2 separate regions of the Oryctolagus cuniculus genome follow, and region 2 is linked to region 1. Evidence: chromatin contacts called from public Hi-C data. All regions are on one chromosome and are shown on one strand. Each heading gives the region's core, a stretch centred on a gene start, on an enhancer-like site or on the middle of the called end of the contact. The rest is flanking DNA. Distances are from core to core; before and after follow the strand shown. Region 1 has its middle 390 kb from the start of PTGER4. Region 2 holds the start of PTGER4 (prostaglandin E receptor 4).

Region 1 (6,364 bases), core at 2,213-4,712:
AAAGGTACCTCCTTCTTTGATGGCCCGTTCTTTCCACTGGGATCTCACTCGCAGAGATCTTTCATTTAGGTCATTTTTTTTTCCAGAGTGTCTTGGCTTTCCATGCCTGAGAAACTCTCATGGGCTTTTTAGCCGGATCCAAGTGCCTTAAGGGCTGATTCTGAGGCCAGAGCCCCGCAGCATTTGTTAAAGAGACTGAATTCTGTTCTTATCCAAGACACTGCTGAAGCTCTGTGGAGGTGGTGTTGTGTACCATGACAGTAAAACAAACACTAAGCTTTGTCTTGCCTTAGTTTTAGACATATTTGGAGAGCTGGCGTTCAACAGGTTCTTCCCAAATTTCTAGCATGGTAAGGATTATGTGATGAACATTTCGGACCTCAGGGTCCATCGCTGTGGCCCAGCGGATTAGGTCCCCATCTGCCACACTGGCATTCCATATGGATACTGATTCAAGTCCTGGCTGCTCCACTTCTGATCCAGTTCCCTGCTAATGCACCTAAGAAAGCAGCAGAGGATGGCCCAAGTCCTCGGGCTCCTGTACCCATATGGGAGACCTGGAGGAAGCTCCTGGCTCCTGGATTCAGCCTGGCCCAACACCAGCCATTGCAGCCATTTGGGTAGTGAACCAACAGATGGACTCTCCTTCTCTCTTCCTTTTTCCCTCTCCCCTTCTCTCCCTCTCCCCCCCCCCATAAATAAATAAATAAAATCATTAAAAAATTGGAAAACCCATAAAATACCACCAGAGACTTGTAATCTTGTATTGTAATCATATGCTATGATTTCACTAATTTGCCTATTTTATAGGATTATTAAGAACATCTATGAAAATCACTTAGGTAGAGTTTACATCTATCCATTCAACAAGTAGTGAATAGCTGATGTGAAGCAAACATTTTTCCAGATTTTGGCAATTTGGTGGTGAATGAAGTGATAGGTTTTGAGTCATCTTGGTGCTTGCCTGCCAGGGGACAGAGCTAGGTAATAATCACATAGACAAGTATATAAGCAAGACAACTACAGCTTGCATAAATCTAGGAAGGACATGACCAGCTGAGTACTTAGAAAGGGCTGCCTGGGCTCAGCTGGACTGGATAAAGAAGGCCTCATTGAGAAAGAGCCATTTAAGCTAGAGTCTGAGGGATGGAAATCAGTGATTACTGATTACTGCTGAGGAGCTAGAGGATAGTCTTCAAGAAGAGATTAGTAGGAAGGAGAGAGCTTGGATACTTTAAGCAATAAAGGAACTCAGCCTGGCCAAAGTATTAAGAGGAATGAGTAGAGAGCTGCGCATATATTTCACTGTCATGCAGAGATCTGGAGGCAATGGATGATCATTGTCTGAGTCCAGCACTTTGCCACCTGATTGTCTTTCCACTCATCTCTGTGCTCAGACTTAGCTTCACTTTTTCCAGGTTAATTACAACATTTTCTTCATTGGGTCACGTAGTTAAAGAATGATTTTCCTTTTTGGCTATTCTCTAAGAAACAATGTAGCTTACAAAACCAGATATGTGAGTAAGACTTGAAAACAATCCTTTTTTCCCTCAGATAAAATTATATTTGTCCACCCTATCCTAGTCAAAATCCAGGTTATCAAAGCCACACATGTACTTAGGTGACTTTCTCCAAAGCACACTCCTTTATATTAATTGCCCTTTTCCTAATTCTCCATTGCATTGACTAGCTCTTTTGACTTGATACTATTACAAAGTTCAATCATATATTGTATTCTTCAGTTGCATCACACCTAGATCATTTTCAGAATATTATTTGATCTTCCATTTAGAATGACTACTGGGCGTTTAGAAGACAACCAAGTAACATAACCCTCAGCCATCATCGTTTGCTGTGTGTGAGGAAGTGTGAAATGAGGGTCCAGTAGAATTGGGTTCTTGTGGGGATCCTCTTGTGAGTTTTAATCTATCTGCTTCTCTTTTGTATCCTCATTTGCAGAAGAAAAGCTAGTTAGCTCTTTGGACTCTGTTTATACAGACCCTAATCCCATTCAAACAAGCTCTACCCTCATGATCTAATTACCTGCCAAATACTCCATCTTTAAATACCATCTTATTGGAGAGTAGAATTTCAACAGAATTATGGGGGGAATGCAGATATGCATTCCACAACAATATAATATACATGAACACACAGCCCTGTAGTCAATCTTGATTATTCACAGTTTCCATATTTATAAACTTGCCTACTTTCTAAAATTTGTTTGTCACCCCAGTCAATATTCATGGAAATTTCATGAACATGTTCAGAGTGACAAAAATTTGAGATGTTTAATGTACACATTCCCAGCTGGAGTTAAAGTAACAGTTGGCCTTTTGTTTGATTTCTCATGCTGTAAACAATTATTCCCCCATGGTCTATCTACTGCTATGTCTTTTGCATTTCTGTGCTTCCTGTTGGTGATTTCACTGTTTAAAATGACCCCCAAGTGAAATGCGGATGTGCTGTCTCCTGTTTTAAGCAAGAGAAGGCTGTGATTTGCCTCATGGAGAAAATATGTGTGCTGGATAAGTTTCATTCAGGTACGAGCTGCAGGACTGCTGGAGTGAGTTCAATGTTAATGAATCAACAATGTATAGAAATACTCATAAACTAATGTTATTGTTGCTATGTTGATGAATATGTGACCATATCTAAGCTAACTTTGTTTTCCATGTAGGAGCAGTTTACAGTGTTTGCTAATTCTGTGCTTGTGTCACATTATAAACATAACTGAATATTGAGAACTATCATCATAGGAAAGTCCATATACAGGTGTATGTATATAAATATATATCAGACTTAAACATATATAAAATACCACCTATGCAATTTCCCCCCTGAGTGAGAGTCAAGCATATAGCTCCATAAAATCTAAAGTCACTGAGAGACCCAAACATTGGGGTAGACTTGGCAAAAGTCTTAGCTGGGATCTGGTTTTCATGTGTGTACTATTTTTTTAAGATACTTACGTTGCTTGGCTTTCTGTTTTATTGCTCTCATTCTTTTCCTCCCATATCTGATTTTCTAGCCAATATATCTGACTGCATACCATTGCCTCACACATAGTTTGGGTACCATGTTTGGCTCATGTTGTTCCTTGTACTTGAAATTCTTTGTTCTCTTTACATGCAGAAACATGAACTATTCCCTGAAGCATTCTCCAATTTCCATTCCTCCAAGTCTAGACAGCTGTAATCTCTTACTTGAAATACCACAATCTCTTCTTCTCTTGTGGTAGCAACCTATTTGAAAAGGAAAAAACAAACTCAAACTCAGTTTCTCCTACTATAATCTCACAATATTAATTTGAAAACAGGTATTTTTCCCCCACTCACCAAGCAATGCTGTAGAGTGGACACCAATAGTGTATCCTCTAATTCAGTTCAGCTCTAGTACTATCTGCCTGGAGATAACTTCAGATCCCATAGAGCTACAACCCCCACTTTTTAGATGCCCACTTTTTGATGCCACAATTTACATGCCAGGTTGTATTATCTCTGCTTCTGGTCAACTAGCTGTGAACTGGTATTCCTGGATTCAGTTGATCTGCCACAGTAGCTCACACAGAAGTCACGGAAGTATGTTTTTACCAGCTTATTGTAAAGATATAGCAAAGCATTAAGATGAGATGAGCAGGGTAAGGCAGGCAGGAAAGGATATATCATCTCCATGCCTTCACTGTGTGTTCCAGCCTCTTGCACCTCCAGGTGTCATGTCTGTGGAAGCTCTCTGAAACTGGTCCTTTTGATTTTGTGTGGAGGCTTCATTATTCAGACTTGACTGGTTAAGTCATTGGCCATTGGTGATCAGCTTAACCTTCAGCTCCGAGGGGCTGGCAGGGTGGGGATGAGAGTTATAAGCCTTCCTTGATCTTTCCTGTCACCAAGTCCTGCCAACTGTCAGTAAATTCATTAGCATACAAAAACAGTACTTTGAAAATTTCAAGGATTTTAGGAATTGAGTGCCAAGAAACTGGACGAAGGCCATTTTCATTTCTGGATTTCTATCTCAGACAAAGTTTTCAGGAAATAAAGAGGTGAATGACCTTAGAGAATCTACAAGTTCTTCAAAGGAGGGTCTAGATCAAACAAGTCCAGCTGGTTTTGTCCTGTAGCAGAAAGTCAGGTATTCATTAACCTCAGCATCTTGTGGTATACACAATCTTGAGTGCTTTTTGTATGTCATGTGTGTAGAAGCCTCTCAGACACTGTATACCTGGTTTCTCCATGGAAATTGAAATAGAGATCAGTTCACAGGAAGCATTCATTTTTCAGTATGCACTATCTTGAGGTCAGCAAACCTTGTACAGATATACTTAATGATAAATATTCCTGATCTTTTTCTTAAAAGTTATAGAAGGTTGAACCGTACACTGTTGCTCTTCTGCCAGTAACAAGACTGAACTTACTGTTCTTCCTTGACCTAGAATATCAGATAACCCTTGATTCCAGCTGTCACTAATCTTTTCTCTGAGAAAAGCATACTTGCCTCCCTTTTCAGACTTTGATCGGAAGACTTGGCACCTTCTAAAATTTTTTCTTCTATGCTGTCCAAATAGGGTTCCAAAAGGATACGAAACTCAGATTTCATGGTAATATGATGTTTTCTCCAGTAGTTTTTATGTTGTCACCACCAGTGCATTTTTGGAGCACCTTGACATAAAACCAGGTATTTGTATAATTACTTACTGATACTGGTTTGAACAGATTTGACAGACTTTCTGTAATTTGTCAGCAGTACTGAAATTTCAGAAATTTGACAGCTTGCAAATGCCTTTTTCACTTAGAACTTTTTGGTCAAATCACTTAGATTCTCTAGTATCTTGATAAATTAAAAATATTTAGGAATTTCTGGGTTACTGAACTTTAGTTATAATAAGATACATGTTAGTTATATTTTATGACATTTTTTGATCCACTGGTTTTTACTCTAATATTTTGTATAAAATTTCCCCCACTGATTCAGATTATACAAAACTATGATTTTTATTCAATAGAGAAAGTTAGATTTATGTCCTATATTCTTTAGATTTATATGTGAGTAAACCAGTTTATCTCTCTGTGACTTTTCTTTTGATTCCATTAACATATCTACATAAAAGTTTTTTTTATTTTAGTTTGTTTTTTCTTTTCTAGATTGTGCTTTAGATATCACATACTATTTTTTTGGAGCATTCTTCAGTTTTATTCTTAAGCAAGTTAGGCAATCTTGAAATTGAGGACAATTATAACTATCCTATTAATACAATACTATGAAATTTTCTGAATAGTCAACTCAATAAAAAAATTCCCTCTTGAGATTTTGCCATCCAATATGAGATTTGGAAATGAAAGGTTCCCTTGATTTGCTGTGAATTCACCTCACAAAATTGACTAAAAGCATGAGCACTGACAGAACTATGTAAAAATATTGATACTCCAGGAGAAAATTATCATCTAAAACAAAGTTACTTTCAAAGTAAAGAGAATTCGACTGTCTAAGACTTCCCAACAGAGCACCCAATGTTTTTGTTTGTTTGTTTTTTGGTGTATATCTTTTATTTTTTAAAACTTTTATTTAATAAATATAAATTTTGAAAGTACAACTTTTGGATTATAGTGGCTTTTTCCACCATAACTTCCCTCCCACCCACAACCATCCCATCTCCCATTTCCTTTCCCATCCCATTCTTCATCAAGGTTCATTTTGAATTATCTTTATATACAGAAGATCATTTTAGTATATACTAAGTAAAGATTTCAACAGTTTGCACTCACACAGACACACTAAGTATAAAGTACTTTTTGAGTACTAGTTTTACCATTAATTCGCGTAGTAGTACAATACATTAAGGACGGAGCTCTTACATGGAGAGTGAGTGGACAGTGACTCCCGCTGTTGATTTAACAATTGACACCCTTATTTATGATGTCAGTAATCACCCGAGGCTCTTGTCTTGAGCTGCCAAGCCTATGGAAGCCTCTTGAGTTCACAAACTCCGACCTTATTTAGACAAGGCCATAGTCAAAGTGGAAGTTCTCTCCTCCCTTCAGAGAAAGGTACCTCCTTCTTTGATGGCCCGTTCTTTCCAGTGGGATCTCACTCACAGAGATTTTTCATTTAGGTCATTTTTTTTTCCCAGAGTGTCTTGGCTTTCCAATCACATACTATTTTTAAAGGTGGAGCTACAGAGAGGCAAATGCAGAGAGGGAACGGTCTTCCATCCCCTGGTTCACTCCTCAGATAGCCACGATGGCCAACGATGTGCCAATCCGAAGCCAGGAGCCAGGAGCTTCTTCCAGGTCTCCCATGTGGGTGCAGGAGCCCAAGCATTTGGGCCATTTTCTACTGCTTTCCCAGGCTATAGCAGAGAGCTGGATTG
Region 2 (5,509 bases), core at 2,143-4,642, 390 kb before region 1:
CCCCAGCAGCAGCACAGCAGTTTCTTCCCAAGTCTCACTTCACGCAGGGTTGCCATTACAGACAAATTTATGTGGCTAAAGCGTGACTTAACTCCGTAAATTATATTGGGTCCTGGAATGGCTTAAAGGCTCTTCTGGTCAATTATATTTACTTCTGTTTATACAAATTGGCAAGAAGCTACTGTATGCTGGCTCCTGGCCACCTCTAAGTTCCTTCCATTTACAGTCATTTTTATCAGCGATACAATGTTTTTACATTAAATATTCCTGGGAAAAGAAAAAATAATAGCCCACTACATTTATTTCCTGTTGCTCCCAATAAGCACAAGAAAAAGCAGTCATCTTTCTCTGAGTTGGCCATTTACAATTTCCAGGAGAGATGGAGAACTCAGAGATCAACTGTAGATCAAGTATTTATGTTCCTCTGTCCATCTGCTTCCAGTGCATTTCATTTTAATGACTGGCAAATAAGAGAACTAGGTAGGGACTGAAACACTGTGTTTATAGTATTTTAAAAATTAACCCAAAGGGAATTTTAAAGGCGATGTCCTAAAAGTGCAGAGTATCAAAACTAAGATGCCGTACAAAGACCAAAATTAGCAGTGTTCTAGGAGAGAGAAGATGTAATATGAGCAGGGTTGGGAGTCAGATGGTCTAAGGTCCATTAGAAGCTGTGGGGCTGTGACTTGGCATTAAATTAGATAACCATCTCTAAACCTGTTTGTAAAGATTTCTCTAAGCCTCAGTTTCTCACAGTTGTTGACAACTCAAATTCAGTATCCCATGTACATCAACTTGGCCATAACTAACCCCAGGAATCTCGCTTTCCTGGCCTGCAGAGCGAATGAAGGAACCTGAGTGTGGGCCATGCCCTGTGTGTGGTTTCTGTGCTTTAAGATGTTCTAGGGCACAGCACAGCAAAGAGCAGAGAAGCTGCCTTCACCACGTAGGTTCTGCAGGATTCTCCAAGCAGGTCACTCATTTCTCTTGCAAATCCAGTGAAAGAGTGAGACTAGACCCGAAAGCACCCAACATCTCTTCGAGCTCTGAGCTCTGAAATTCTGCATGATTAAGAAAAAACTCCAAACCCCAATGGAAAACAGCAACAACTAAAACCACCACCAAATACCCGACTGTCTTCCTAAGGAATGGTTTACAACAGAGGTCACCACCCCTGACGTTTCAGGCTGTGTCCTTGGCAGTGTGGAGGACCCGGCTAGGTCGCGACAGCGGATTCCCTCCACATGTGAGCAAGAGAGGGGCGGGTGTTCCCGGAAGACCAGTGTCTAGGGGCAAGAGTGGGGGCTGTCCCAAGGGAACCTAACACAGGCTGTAGGGGAAAGCGACTTTGGAAATGGAGCCGAAAAGCACCTGCTAACGCTAGTAACAGTGTTAGCAAGCGCTCGGGCCTGTTCTGTGAAGCGGGATGTGAGGATCCCAAACCTGACCTGCGAAGGAATCAAAGGAAGCGCAGAGAGGGAGGGGAAGATGCGGGAGAGGGGCCGCGGCCCCAGCCACTCACCACGAGCGGGATGGAGCAGATGAGCACCACCAGGGACGTGGCGATGAGTAAGATGACCATCTGGATCTCAGCGCCTGCGATGCGGCGGAAACTCCGGCGGCGGCGAAAGTCGCTGAGACGCGGCAGGGCTGGGGAGGCGGTGGGGTGGCCGCGGCAGGCGGCCGAGGTCACGGCGGCGGCGGCAGCCGCGTGGTGTTGCTCGGTGCCCAGGGAGGTGCGGCGCATGAACTGGCGGTGCATGCGGAGCAGCGCGCCGCACACCAGCACGTTGCAGAGCACGGTGGCGAGGATGAGGAAGGAGCTGAAGCCCGCATACATGTAGGAGAAGGCGGCGTGGGCCGTCACATTGGTGCGCCAGTCGATAAAGCACCAGGTGTCAGGGAACTGAAGCCGCGATCTGCCGAGGCCCATGTTGGGCAGAGCGCAGAAGAGCACGTTGGACGCGTAGACCGCGAAGAGCGTGAGGCCGGCCAGCCGCTTGTCCACGTAGTGGCTGTAGAAGTAGGCGTGGTTGATGGCCAGGTAGCGTTCAATGCTCATGGCACAGATGATGCTGAGGCCAGACAAGCCGAAGAAGAGCAGGATGAAGGTGCTGTAGTCGCACAGCGCCTGGCCCCCGGGCCACTGGCCCTTCATGTAGGTGGCGATGGTCACAGGGCTCACAAGCAACGTGCCCAGCAGGTCGGTGACGGCCAGACCGCACACCAGGGTGTAGAAGGTCGTCTCCTTCTGCTCCTTGCGGGACTTGCACAGCACCACGATGGCCACCAGGTTGCCCACCACCCCGAAGATGAACATCACGGCCGGGATGGTGACCGGGTTGTTCAGCAGCTCGGGCATCGAAGAGGCGGACGCATTGGCCACGGGAGTGGACATGACGGTGGTCTGCGGTGTGCAGCCTTGGAGCGCGAGGCTTGGGTCTAGGGATGGAGGAGAGAGGCAAAGGCGCGGTGAGCGGAAAGGACCACCTGCCAGGTGATTAGGTCCCAGCAACAAGGCACTGAGACCAGGGGAGCAACTCTATCTAACTCTCCGGATGGCAGCCGGTGCCAACTGCGGCTGCCGACGTGCCCCGGCTCCCGATGCGTCCTGCCAGCAGCACCACTCCACTGACATCAATGTTGATAAGCCAATCCTGCCCTCCCCGCCTACTCCCCAACCCATCTCCATTGCCGAGACGAACGAGGCCCCTCTCAAGGGAAAAGTGACTTGCTAATGTATTCCCGACAGACTCCAAATAGAGAAAATTCCCACTGAAAACAAGTGACGGAGGATATGTGAAGAGCTCACTCTCCCCTCCATGCCTCCCTTCCCGGCGCGCCCGGATCCCCTAGCCTCGCAACCGGATTCCCCTAACCCTGGCGTTACCTGGAACTGCCGGAGCGGTGGCAGCCCCGGGAACCCCCAGGGTCAGGCCACAGCTGTCCTGGACCAGCCTGCAACCTGCTTCAGCCTCGTCCGGCTCAGTCCGGCCCTGGCCAAGCCTTCTCAGAACCCGCTCGCGGTGGCGGCCACTTTTCCGGAACTGGGGTCTGGGTGGCCGAATTTCCAAAGCGTGGAGAGCAAGCGGGTCAGTGTTGGACGAGTTTTCGATTTCTCGTTGGATTTTATTTCTCCTTTCTTTGACAGACCAGTCCCAGTTTTTGCAAAGCCCGCAGGTCCCGTCCGCGGGAGGACAGCGTTCAGGTGAGCGGCCACGCGCGCAGGTGGCACGGAGCTCGGCCCCTGGCTCCGGGCGCTGTCCTCCGCAGCCGCGGGCGGCACCGACGGCTATCGAAGTCGGCGGCTGCCGCTGGGGCCGCTCCTGAAGCCCTGGGGGTGGCTCGGGGTCCGCTGGGCCTGCGGCTTTGACCTGGGGCTGCTCATTTTCCTCCGGGGCTGCTGGGTTTCGAGCTCCGCTCTCACCCTTGCAGCCTCTGTACAAACTTTTCTGCTTGTTCAAGTTTCCCTGGCAGAGGCGGAGGCGGACGGCGCGCGGCCCGGGCGCTCATTGGCGGGGCTGGAAGGAGGCGGAGCGCGTCCCCCCTCCCGCGGCCGGGCGGAGCCGGGGGCCGGGCCGGGGCCGGTCCCGGCAGTGCCGCGCCCCTAGTGCGGCGGGGGGCGGTTTCCTGGGCTTTTCCGGCCGGGGAGGTCCGTAAAGTGTGCCCGGGACAGAGACCCCGGGAAGCCCCGGTGCTTTCCCGAGCATCCTCCTGGCATTTCGTGGAGTAGGCGTGCAGAGGGGCCGCTTCTCCCTGGCTGCCTGGGCTTCGAGTGGGCTGTCGCATCTTGTGACCCGGGGGCCGCGACATCTGAGTCTGGGGAAGGGAGGACCACTGCTTTAGGACTCAGTCTTGGAGCCGCCGCAGGGAGAGGAGGAGCGGGTGTGTGCGCGCGGGCGCGGGGCCCCGGGCCAGACCTGGGTGCAAGCAGCGGCCCGTGGCGGGTAGACGGGTGGGTAGGGACCAGGCATGGGCGGGGAAACAACGAAGACTCCATCCTCTCGCCATAAAAGGAAGTGGTTGGCAGAGCCCGTGTTGCGCCCGGGCACCTTAGGCGAAGGGAGAGGAAAGGGCACAGGTGGCAGAATCCTCCGGTCCTAGGCGGGGTTGGTGACCGTGGAGGGCCGTGTGTCTGCGGAGCTGTTTCTCAGCCTCCGGGGAGTTTGTGCCCCTGGAAATAACAGAGCTTTGGGCAGTGTGATTTTCGAGTTAGACACACTCACCACAAATCTGAAAGGCTCGGGGAGGCACGGCAGGGCGCGCAAAGTCAAGCGAGTTTTCTTAAGGCGTCAACTGTCAACTTCGTGGTTTGGGGAAACCTCTTTGCTTTGCTGTTTCTTCTATTTGCAGTTTGTGTGGCTTGCTGTGTGGTGGGGAACATTTTTTTTCTGCGTACTCATTGTTTACTTCTTACTTCACCATTACCTAAAATCGAAGCTGAACACCAGCGCAAGAGACATCTTGAACTTGACGGTGCAATTAAAACAGCCTCGCTATTTTTTTTAGAATACTGTACAGTGAAATTGTGTGGATCTTCACACCATTTAAGTTCCTAGAAAAAAATTTTCCATCTGCTATAAATATGCATTTTAACATAGCACATCTCCTCACAGGCTAATAACTGGACTCGTTTATATAGGCAGACGCCCGTTTCTTAAATGATATTGCATGAATGAATACATCTTTGATAATTTATCTGGTTCTCCAGTTAGTTTCAGGAACAAATGACTAAAAAGAAGAGATTCCAGATTTCAACTGTTAACAGCTCATAAAATGTCTAGAATCATATTTATTTATTTTTTTAAGATTTTATTTTATTTATTTGAAAGACAGAGTTACAGGGAGAGGTAGAGCCATGGAGAGAGAGAGGTCTTCCATCGCTGGTTCATTCCCCAAATGGCTGCAATGACCTCATGTGAGTGTACTAATCCAGCATTATTTCTCTTGTGTAAAGTATTCGCTCAGGCCAGCGCTGTGGCACAGCAGTAAAGCTGCTGCCTGTGACGCTGGCATCCCATATGGACATCAGTTTGATTCCCAACTGCTTCACTTCCCATCCAGCTCCCTGCTAATGGCCTGGGAAAGCAGCAGAAGATGGCTCAAGTGCTTGGGCGCCTGCACCTGTGGGGAGCAGCTCGGACTAGATTGTTACTGGAATTAAGACTTATTCTATGCACCTGCTCTCCCACAATATGGCGCTGGGAGAGAAGAAAACAGCTTCTACACAGCTGCCTCCAGTTCAACCAATAAACTGTAGGACTTGCTCCTGATTGGAGGAGAGCAGCGTACTCGGCGTGTGGGCAGCCGAGTTGGGATTGGCAGAGGAGGACTATAAAGGAGGAGAGAGACGGCATGCACCAGGAACATCTAAGGGGAACATCTAAGGGGAACACCTGTGCAGCCCCCCAGAGAGCCGGCCGGTGGTGTGCCGCTCCCCTGCGGAAGTGGGGAATGTGGCCAGGGGGAACTGCCCTTCCACGGAGGTGGAAGGGACAGTAGCCAACCC

Evidence for each region. A called contact is a pair of places that touch in the nucleus more often than the background predicts.
Region 2: a contact with region 1 is called in a Hi-C map of psoas muscle, with 2.8 times the contacts expected there. The contact joins the promoter of PTGER4 here to the enhancer-like site in region 1. A contact is called at or near these places in 2 of 6 Hi-C or Micro-C datasets (psoas muscle and skin fibroblasts).

The regions. Positions count from the first base shown.
Region 1 is chr14:65,529,324-65,535,687 of mOryCun1.1, reverse strand. No RefSeq gene overlaps it. Among named protein-coding and RNA genes, the nearest start is that of PTGER4, 390 kb to the left of the region's middle. Within about 2 kb of position 3,462, at least 1 of the 8 cell types and tissues checked has an H3K27ac peak or open chromatin away from gene starts, as enhancers often do.
Region 2 is chr14:65,918,452-65,923,960 of mOryCun1.1, reverse strand. PTGER4 (prostaglandin E receptor 4) reads right to left here and starts at 3,392. Exons shown (of 3, transcript NM_001082259.1): 1 at 2,891-3,392; 2 at 1,523-2,442. The coding sequence starts at 2,398.